Linked DNA regions of Canis lupus: region 1 is linked to region 2. A link is a contact called in public Hi-C data. All regions are on one chromosome and are shown on one strand. Each heading gives the region's core, a stretch centred on a gene start, on an enhancer-like site or on the middle of the called end of the contact. The rest is flanking DNA. Distances are from core to core; before and after follow the strand shown. Region 1 holds the start of MDM4 (protein Mdm4). Region 2 overlaps PIK3C2B (phosphatidylinositol 4-phosphate 3-kinase C2 domain-containing subunit beta).

What was found. Hi-C and Micro-C count contacts between places; a contact is called where the count stands out from the background.
Region 1: a contact with region 2 is called in a Hi-C map of blood, with 1.9 times the contacts expected there. The contact joins the promoter of MDM4 here to the enhancer-like site in region 2. A contact is called at or near these places in 3 of 9 Hi-C or Micro-C datasets (amygdala and blood).

Annotation. Positions count from the first base shown.
Region 1 is chr38:1,637,163-1,641,801 of UU_Cfam_GSD_1.0, reverse strand. MDM4 (protein Mdm4) reads right to left here and starts at 2,273. Exons shown (of 12, transcript XM_038585992.1): 1 at 2,132-2,273.
Region 2 is chr38:1,583,534-1,588,026 of UU_Cfam_GSD_1.0, reverse strand. It overlaps PIK3C2B (phosphatidylinositol 4-phosphate 3-kinase C2 domain-containing subunit beta), which reads left to right. Exons shown (of 33, transcript XM_038585983.1): 11 at 1-104; 12 at 1,156-1,278. Among named protein-coding and RNA genes, the nearest start is that of PPP1R15B, 37 kb to the right of the region's middle. Within about 2 kb of position 2,031, at least 5 of the 20 cell types and tissues checked have an H3K27ac peak or open chromatin away from gene starts, as enhancers often do. A contact at or near this core is called in blood, where this site is marked.

The DNA of each region.
Region 1 (4,639 bases), core at 1,024-3,523, 54 kb before region 2:
ACACTCCCAGGGAAGCTGATGACACTAGAGCCCCTCTATTACCACTTACCACATTATATTTGTGCTTCTGTGTCCTCTACTGGACTGAAATCAGACAACAGTTTATTCGTCTCTCAGTGATAATGGAAGACTGGTTTTACCATCATTTAGTCCAAAAGACTCCTATGCTTCATCTCCAAATTTCTACCTTTGAAAACAAGTGTGATTTTAAGACAAATCAAAAACTTGTCAGAAGGTAGCAGAATTAATCACTCTTAATTCTGGGATCCCTGGGTGGCGCAGCGGTTTGGCGCCTGCCTTTGGCCCAGGGCATGATCCTGGAGACCCGGGATCGAATCCCACGTCGGGCTCCCGGTGCATGGAGCCTGCTTCTCCCTCTGCCTATGTCTCTGCTTCTCTGTGTGTGTGTGTGTGTGTGTGTGTGTGACTATCATAAATAAATAAAAATTTTTTAAAAATCATTCTTAATTCTTTAAAGCCCTAAGGACCTCTACTAAACACTACTGTCTGATTCTTTCAACTATATACCTGAGGGCAATAAAAACAACTTTAAAAAAATAAAACTACTGTACTATTCAGACGTTGTTTTAGTTCTTACCAAGTCAGCTACACATATACAAGGTAAAATGTGTATGCAGCAAGAGCATACTCCAGCACAGTGTGCAGAACATTACGCCAGGAACAACCTAAAACTCCCATCAGTAGGGAACTGGCTGGCGAAACTGTTGTACAACCCTCTAAAACAGTACCGTGGCAAGTGTTTAAACGAAAGTATTATATGTCTATTTGATGGAAAGTCCCTGATACTATCTGAAAAACTTAAGGCGCATCGCAATGCATACAAAATGATCTTACTGTTTAAAAATATGAGTACTGGGGGATCCCTGGGCGGCTCGGCGGATTAGCGCCTGCCTTCGGCCCGGGGTGTGATCCTGGAGTCTCGGGATCGAGTCCCACGTTGGGCTCCCTGCATGGAGCCTGCTTCTCCTTCTGCCTGTGTCTCTGCCTCTCTCTCTGTGTCGTGAATAAATAAATAAACAAAAATTTTTAAAAATGTACATCTAAAAATATGACTACCGACCGGGACGCCTGGGTGGCTCAGCGGTTGGGCCGCTGCCTTCCGTTGGGGGGGGTGATTCCAGGTTCAGGGATCCAGTCCCACATCAGGCTCCCCGCCGGGAGCCCGCTTCTCCCGCTGCCTATATCTCCGCCTCTCTGCCTCTCGTGAATAAATAAATGTCTTTAAAAAAGTAACAAATTAAAAAAAAAAAAAAGTAAAAATAAAAACATGAGAACCGTAGGGGAAAAGTCAGGAAGGATGTTATGAAGCCATCATGGACAGCCAGCCTGAGAAGAGAACCGGCTAGAGTTGGCCAAGAGCCAGCCAAACTTTACACGCTTCTGGACCACGTGCGTTTTCTCACTTGAGATACACGCCTGCTTCTTCTTTTTTTTTTTTTAATAAACCACAAAAATGTGTGATCCTGCCCCGCACGGTGAGAAACGAAAATACTGTGACATAAATACTTCTAAGTTACCTTCTCCGTTGTCAGGGAGGGAGGGAGGAGGGAGGAGCCAAAACCTAAGCGGCGGCGATGCGGGACACTTGGCACCGAGGATGCACGCGCTCGGAGCTGCCCGGCCGGCACCAGCGCCTTCCCGACGGCGCGGAGGGGGCAGCAGCAGGGTCTACGGGTGCCGCTTTAACGGGGCGGGGGTCTCGGAATTCAGGGCGCACAAGAACCAGCGGGAAGGTGCGCGGCTGGAGGCACAGACGCCCGAGCCCCGTCCGCGGAGGTCCTGCTGGGCGGGCCTGGGTGTGGCCCCAAACAGGCCCCATCACTCAAGCTCTCAAGCGCCCCCGCCGCGACGGCGCGCGGCCCCGCAGTCTGCAGCCGCTTCTCGCCTCGGGGCCGGCCCTGTGCCTCCGCCCCCCACGCTGCGTCCCGCTAAGCATCCGCCGCCGACCATCTCGACCCTGGGCTGTACCCGGCGGCGGGACTCCACCTCCATTTTTACCTTCCGCGGGGCCCCACCGCACAACCCTCCACCCCCGGCTCCCCCGCCCCGCCCGCTCCCCTCCCCCCCCCCCTCCCCCCCCCCCGCGGCCGCCGAGACCCTAGAGCCACACCTCACGGCCGCTCCATGAGTCGCTCCCCCGCCGAGCCCGGGGCGGGGGGAGGGGGCGCCAGTCACAGGCCCCGAGGCCTCCGCGACATTTTGAAACGGCGAGCAGTGAGGGCGCAACTTCCGGTCTGCGGAAGCCGTCCCCTCCCACGGGCTTCCGGTGAGGGGGCCTCCGGGAACCATAGAGGCTCCACTGGAGGGCTAGAGAGGTAGGAGAGACTGACCTGCCCCTACCATAGAGGGGAGCCCAAGCCGGGGAGAGAGTCGCTTCCCGTCTGCGCCTCGGAGCTGGCGTCCTGCGCTCCCCGGAGGCGGTGGCTTGCGGGGGCGAACAGCTCGCCGGGACCGGACTGGACGCGAGTAGCGAGGCACGTGATAAATGCTGAAAGCGGTGCGAAGAACCAGAGGTCGCCGCGGTCTGAACAAGTACTTGTTTGTCCCGTTTAAGATGCGGCCCCCGGACTGGGCACGGGCCCGCGCCAAGGAAAAGGGGGCGATGACCTCCCCGACTCTGCACCCTGCGCCTTGCCCTTGCTCTGCTTCTGGCATCGTCTTCCGCGTAGCTCGGAGACCTAAGCTTCTTGCAAATGAACTGAAGGACTAATGCCCTTTCCACAGTTGCTCCCAAAGAGCTTGAAGTCAGCAACCACCTGTCTCAAAAAAATAGAGGGGGGGGGAGGGGCTTTTTTTTTTTTTTTTGCTGAGCTGAGCCACTCTCGACTGCTTCTCTCTTTTTCGTGCAATTAATATTAAGTGTTTTTTGTTGTTGTTGTTGTTGTTTTAATTCCCAAGCAATAATTTGTATCTTTTAAAATAGTATCCAGTTAGCTTGAGTCTCTTCTCCTGTCTCCTGGACTCTTGGAATTATGATCCTGTCCGGCAACTCCTTGTGTTTAAGGCCAACAAACACTTGTTGAAAACCTACTGTGTGCCAAGCACCAAACCTAGAAGATTCCAAAGCAAATAACCCCCTGGAATCTGTCTAGTGGAAGAATCAGTCCAGATAAAAAGAATGTGGTAAGTGCAGTGAACTTTGCCTGGAAGGTCAGGAGGTCAGCCCCTTTTTTTTTTTTTTTTTTTTTTTACTTTTTGCCCTTTGAAATCAACATATTTAACTTGTCTTTATCAAAAGTCACGTGGTTTAAAATAGAGCTTTTCCCCCTCATGGTTGACACTGACTCGTGATGAATAACTCATCTTCCAATGTTGTTCTTAAGCCACTAATTATACCACCTAATGATAGTCAATACCTGGCAACATTCGCTCTCCTTTCCCAAGGAGTTCACAAAACTTCACCAAGTGACTCGCTCTAATGAAAATAAACTGTGACTTGAGCATTTCTTCTCCTTATCAAGTGACCTGGATGAGGGAAGAAAATGAAATCAGCTTAACAAGCTCATAACTGACTCAGTGATCACCACTTCCTTCTCGAAGAACTGTATTCAAAAACCATTTATTTAATAAAGAGACAGGAAATCTGAGTTTAGCCTAGTTATTTCTAGAAACCAGAAAGCTATGCAGTTCTTCAGTTTCCCCAGTCTGTAAATAAAAGGGCTAAATCAGATTTTTTCTCGAGCCCCTCAGAGTTCTAAAGGAACTAGAAGTCAGTGTTACTGATCTTAGCCTTTCTTTAAAAATTATAATGAACTACTTCACATATACAAAAGGGTATAAAGAAGAATATAATCTTTTCCTCACCACTCTCCTCTAAAGAACGATATACTTTACTTATTACGAAAAAGTTTCCAATAGGCCCTTCTCCTATGACATCTAGTTCCTTCAACTCCAAAGGAAACTATCCTGAATTTGGTATTTACCCCGGCCATGCGCTTCTTTAGATTTTTTAGGATTTATATATGTATATATTCCTTAAAAATATCTAAAAATTTTTATAAATGGCACCAAACTGTATGTATTCTACTGCAACTTGCATTTTTTGCTGATCATGGTGAAATTCCGCAATGTTAAATCCTGCATAATTAATTTTCAATATTGTTAGTAATGCTGTATAGTAATAGACTGAATTGTATAATTAATTGTTATATAGCAACTGTCCTTTTCTAGGGCTACCATCACAAAATACCATAGACTGGGTGACTTAATAGAAATGTGTTTTCTCACAGTTCTGGGTGTTAAAAGTACAAGATCAAGGTGTGGCAAATTTGGTTTCCTCTGATACATCTCCTTCGCTTGCACATGGCTGCCTTCTTATTTTGTCTTCACTCCTTGGTCTGTAAATTGTCAGCGTCCTAACCTCTTCTTATAAGGACACCGGCCATAATGGATTAGGGCCCACCCATATGACTTCATTTTATCTTAATCACTCCTATAAAAGAAAGGCTTGCCTCCAAATGGAGTCTCATTCTAAGATGCTTGGGGTTAGGACTTCAATTTAGTAATCTGGAGGTAGGGGGGACACAATCCACCCCATAATAGTAATGACTGCATCACAATTTTTATTCATCGCCTCCATTCATGAATAGGTGTTTCCAGTTGTTTGCTGTTACAAACA
Region 2 (4,493 bases), core at 782-3,281:
GGGAGCCGCAAGCACGATCTGGTCCAGGAGGCCTGCCATTTCTCCGGGCCCTTGGCCTTCACTGTCTATGCCACCCACCGCATCCCCATTACCTGGGCTACCAGGTGAGCCCAGGGCTGATTGTCCTGTAGGGAGCGAGCTGAGTTTGACTCTCAGATGGCTTCTCCCTGTCTGGGTGCAACCCCCTGTCTTGAGTTGATGGTGGTCTGTGGCATTGCAGTGCACCTTAGCTGAACCGGATGAGCCGAGTGCCTGAGGGGGATTGCAGGCAGGGACATCCCAAGGAGAGCCAGAAGGTCCCCTGGGAGATGGAGAGGCAGCCACAGCAGTCAGATCCTGCGGGGCCTTCTCAGTGCTGGTTGCATCGGCATCCCTGCCCCCCACCCATCCCAGACCCGCTGATGGAGACACTGCGACAGATGGCAGCTTCCCAGATCCAGTGCATGCCCCAAGGCCGATGACTGCACTACCCTGCAGATGCACAATGGGAGGGGGCGGGGAGGGGGGAGATGACCCTTTGTTGGGTGTTCCCTAGGCCTGCAGGGGTGAGTGAAGGGGGACCTTCATTTGGTAATCCTCAGCTCCTCTGCCTAGTGCCTTGGCATGGGGGGGGGTTGGTCCCACCCCCGCACCCCCCCCCCCCCCCGCCCTTTCCAGACCCCCCTCCCTCTCCCTTCCCCCTCTCTCTTTGTTCCTCACTTAATGTATTCCTCTGGGAGATTGGCAGAGAACAAAGGAGCCAGCCTGGGAAACCAGGGCCTTCTCTGACCTCTTCTGTCAGGCACCTGTCACCAGCCACAGGGACCCCCATGTGTTGGCATTCTCGTCGGCATATGTCGATTGCATCCCCCTCCCCTTGTCACCTGCGCATGCGCACACAGACACCCCCATGGGCTGCCACCGCCAACTGTAAGAAGGCGGCTGGGCTGCGTGGGCTGGTCCCCAATCAAGAGGGAGGAAGAGCCTGAAGCTGGGCGGAGGGATCCAGATCCAATTGCTTCTCCTGGAGCTCCTATTCACAAATGCCCCATGACCCCATGCTCTAGCTCCCAGAGACCAAGGAGGAGTCTTAGCTGGAGAAATGGAGCTTGGCACACGCTGGGTGACTGTGATGGGGCTTGGGAGCTGAGCGTCCTTCCTCTCTTTCTGTTGCAGCTATGAAGATTTCTACCTCTCCTGCTCCCTCAGCCATGGTGGAAAGGAACTATGCAACCCCCTGTACACCCGAAGGGCTCACTTTTCCAAGTACCTCTTCCACCTCATCATCTGGGACCAGCAGTAAGGCCCCCCGCCCCCGCCCAAGCCCTGGCCCCGGCCCCTGCAGACCCCACGGAGGAACCCACATCTGCATTAAACCAGTCTCTACCACTAACCCTACCCCCACAAGAGCCCTCAGCGCCTGGAGTCTCCACTTCCCTAACCCTTAGATGGGGACAAGTACCATTTCTAATCCACAAAGATTCTCTGTAAAACATAAAAGATCATAAAAAAAAAAAAAAGTTAGTGGTTAGCTTTCATAATAATCCATCGTCTTGATCTTGTCTTCCTTAAAAGGTTTAACTAGTCTGAGGGATTCTCATCCTCTCCCTTCTTCCCAAAGTTTCATATAGACTAGGGAGAGGGGCCTGTGCTTTCTTCCTTCTAGAAGGGAAAAAACAGGTTGTCTAGACAGAAGAATAATGGGCTGGGAGCTGCAGGAAGAAGCCTCTATTTCTAGCTCTGTGTCTAGTCCCATGTTCTCTTTGGCCTGTCTGTGCCTCACACTGTAAAGTGGGGACAGTTGTTTAATTCAGAGGCAGTTGTGGCTGAGATAAAATGAAATGAGATAAATTATAAATATGAATATGAAACCACGAGCACAAGGTAGTATTAATCAGCGTTTATTAGCAAGTGTTGCTGCCGGGAAGAAAGGCATCAGCCAAGCAGAGTAGGAGGGAAATGGAGGTGAACCAAGTGGTGGCACTGCAGGTGTGCACCCGCCCTGGGCCCTCTCTGTGCTGCACCCTGCCCTCCCTCCAGACTGTCAGAAAGCCCCTTGTTGGCTGCCCCCAGCTTCACTTCCCTAGACTGACTGTATCTGAGTCCTTATTTGCAGAGCAGAACTGGAACTTCAGTATCTGGAGTGCAGATGAGAGACTGAACAGGGTGCTTGGGGAGGCCAAGATTGCCAAAATAGGCCAATGCAGAGTCTGTGCAAACAACAGGAGAGGTGGGTTATTTACAGAGGGGCAGCTGGGGAGGCAGACCCTTTCTTCTGTCTTCACACTTATGTAAGTTATAGAGCAATAAAGCTGTAAATAAAACTAATCAAATAACTGCCAGGGCAGGAGAGGCTCTTTGGAGGCAGGGATGGCTGCCTCAAATGGCTTTGGAATTTCACCATCACCTTCCGATCCTCTGGCTTCAGTGACTACCGGTGCCAAGGGGATCATGCCGTACAGTGCCCCACCCCAGGCAGACCCCACAAAATTAGCCCGAGACCCTCTTGCCATGGAGTATCAGATTCCTGGTAGGCCTGGTCTACCTCAGCCTGCCTGTCCTGTGCGTCTCCTTCCACTCCCTGTCTTAGGTTTGGCCTCGAATCCTAAAGGCTGGTCCCTGCCTTCATAGTCAAGATCAAGGCTTCTGGGAGAAGATGCTACCCTGTAGGGTTCAAAGCACAGGCCTGGGCACACTCCCTTTCTTACTATAGGTGGAACCTTGGGAAGTGATGGGCCTAACTTACAGGGCTATTTGAGAACTTCTGGGACATTGCCGGTAAAGGGCATTGCACGGTACCTAGCACACGATAGATGCTTTCTTCTTCATTCTTGTCATCTTTTTAGCTGGGGGAGCCTGCTCAGTTCCGGTTTCCCCGTTCCAAGTGACTGACGCAGTGACTGATACATGGACATATTTGTACATGTAAATCCTATTTGCATAGCCCTGTTCCGGTGCAGAACCCTCAGTGTTTCGCAGCAAAAGGTACACAGTGTATACACACATCACACAAGCTGTTTTCCCCTCTCCACTGATGAGGAAACAGTGCAGAGGCATGAGTAGTTCTGAGGTTGTGAGCGGCAAAACCAGGACTGGAACCGGCACATCCCAGGAGTCCTTTCTGGAGGAGGCAGCCCTTGCCATGTGATGTTGAGGAATGGCTGCAGAGGGAAGAAGAGGGGTTTCGCAGGCAGGGAGGAGGTTCAGGCCGCAGCCAACATATGGTTTTCCTGACTGACCCCAGGCAATGATCCGTGGAAGAGGCTTTGGAATGCTAGATGGACTCGAGGACTGAGGAGAAGGGGTTTCTGGCTGGTTCTAGGGGTCGTGGTTTCCTCTCTGCCTCCAGATACACAGTGGGAAGCCTCTTCTGGGCTGACAGGATGGGGGTCAGCTCCAGCCCCCCTCCACTTTGCTGTGGGATCAGCTGACTGTCCTGCCGCCTCAGTACAGGGATCAGCTAACTCTCAAAATAGGCCCAGCAGCCTCGCTCCACCACCTAGCCAAGCCTGGGCCTGGCATGTCTGCTGGCTTCTGCAGGGGCCCTAATTATAGCCATGGGCCCCCAGGGGACAGGCAGCTGGGACGGCAGGGCTCTGCCAGTCTCTGGCGGGTGGGAGGGAGGGAGTCTCACTTAGGTGCAGATTTTGCTGCAGGAGTGAGGGGCAGCAGTGTAGGGAGGCTGCTTAATCAGGCAACTCAGCACCTTGAGGGTGGCCACCCTGCCTCTGTGCCTTCTGGTGTAGAACCTGCCCTGGGCTGGCCAGGAGGGCGTGACAGTGTGGACTTTGGCCCAGGGACAGCTTCCCCAAAAGGTAATGTGGGTCCTCCCTCCCTGAGAGCTCCCCTCCTCTCTCTCCCTCACCCCACCCCAGTGCCTCATCCTGAACTTGGAGGGAGTGGCTGGGTGCGCCTGGGGCGGAGGAGCCCCGGAAGAGCACATCTGGACTGGGTAGTGGCAAGGCTTCACTGGCCAGTTTGTGTTCTCTCCCTGCAGGGGCTTTGGGAAACCCCTTCTCTTTATCCCTCTAGCTTTGAAAATCTTTTTTTTTTTTGTGGGGAGGGGTGAGGTGGTGGTGGGGAGAACAAACCATCTTGTGCCCTGAGGGCTGGGAGAAGAAGGGGATGGGAGAGGACAGACAGGTGGGAGGACTGTCAGGAGGAGGGTGACCTGAGGGCAAAGGACACCCTGCTTCTTCCTTGTTTTGTTTCAGCATGGGAAGTGGGGGAGGGACGAGGGTGGTTCAGTGCAGAAGGATTGTCAGAGGGGCAGCTTCTTGGTGACCCTCTGCAGAAACCCCGGGACAAGGGGCATATGGCTTCACTGTGGGAACTACAGTCACCTCAACTCCAGGATGGCTCTGGCTATCCAAGTTCTGTCCGGTCACTGGGGGTGGCCTCAAAATCGGGATGTTAGCCGCACACTACTGAGAGTCTGCAATTGCAAAAACAGCATGATGTACTTCTGGGAGCATCGGGGGAGGTTTCGCCTACAGTTTGGGACCTGTCCTGGT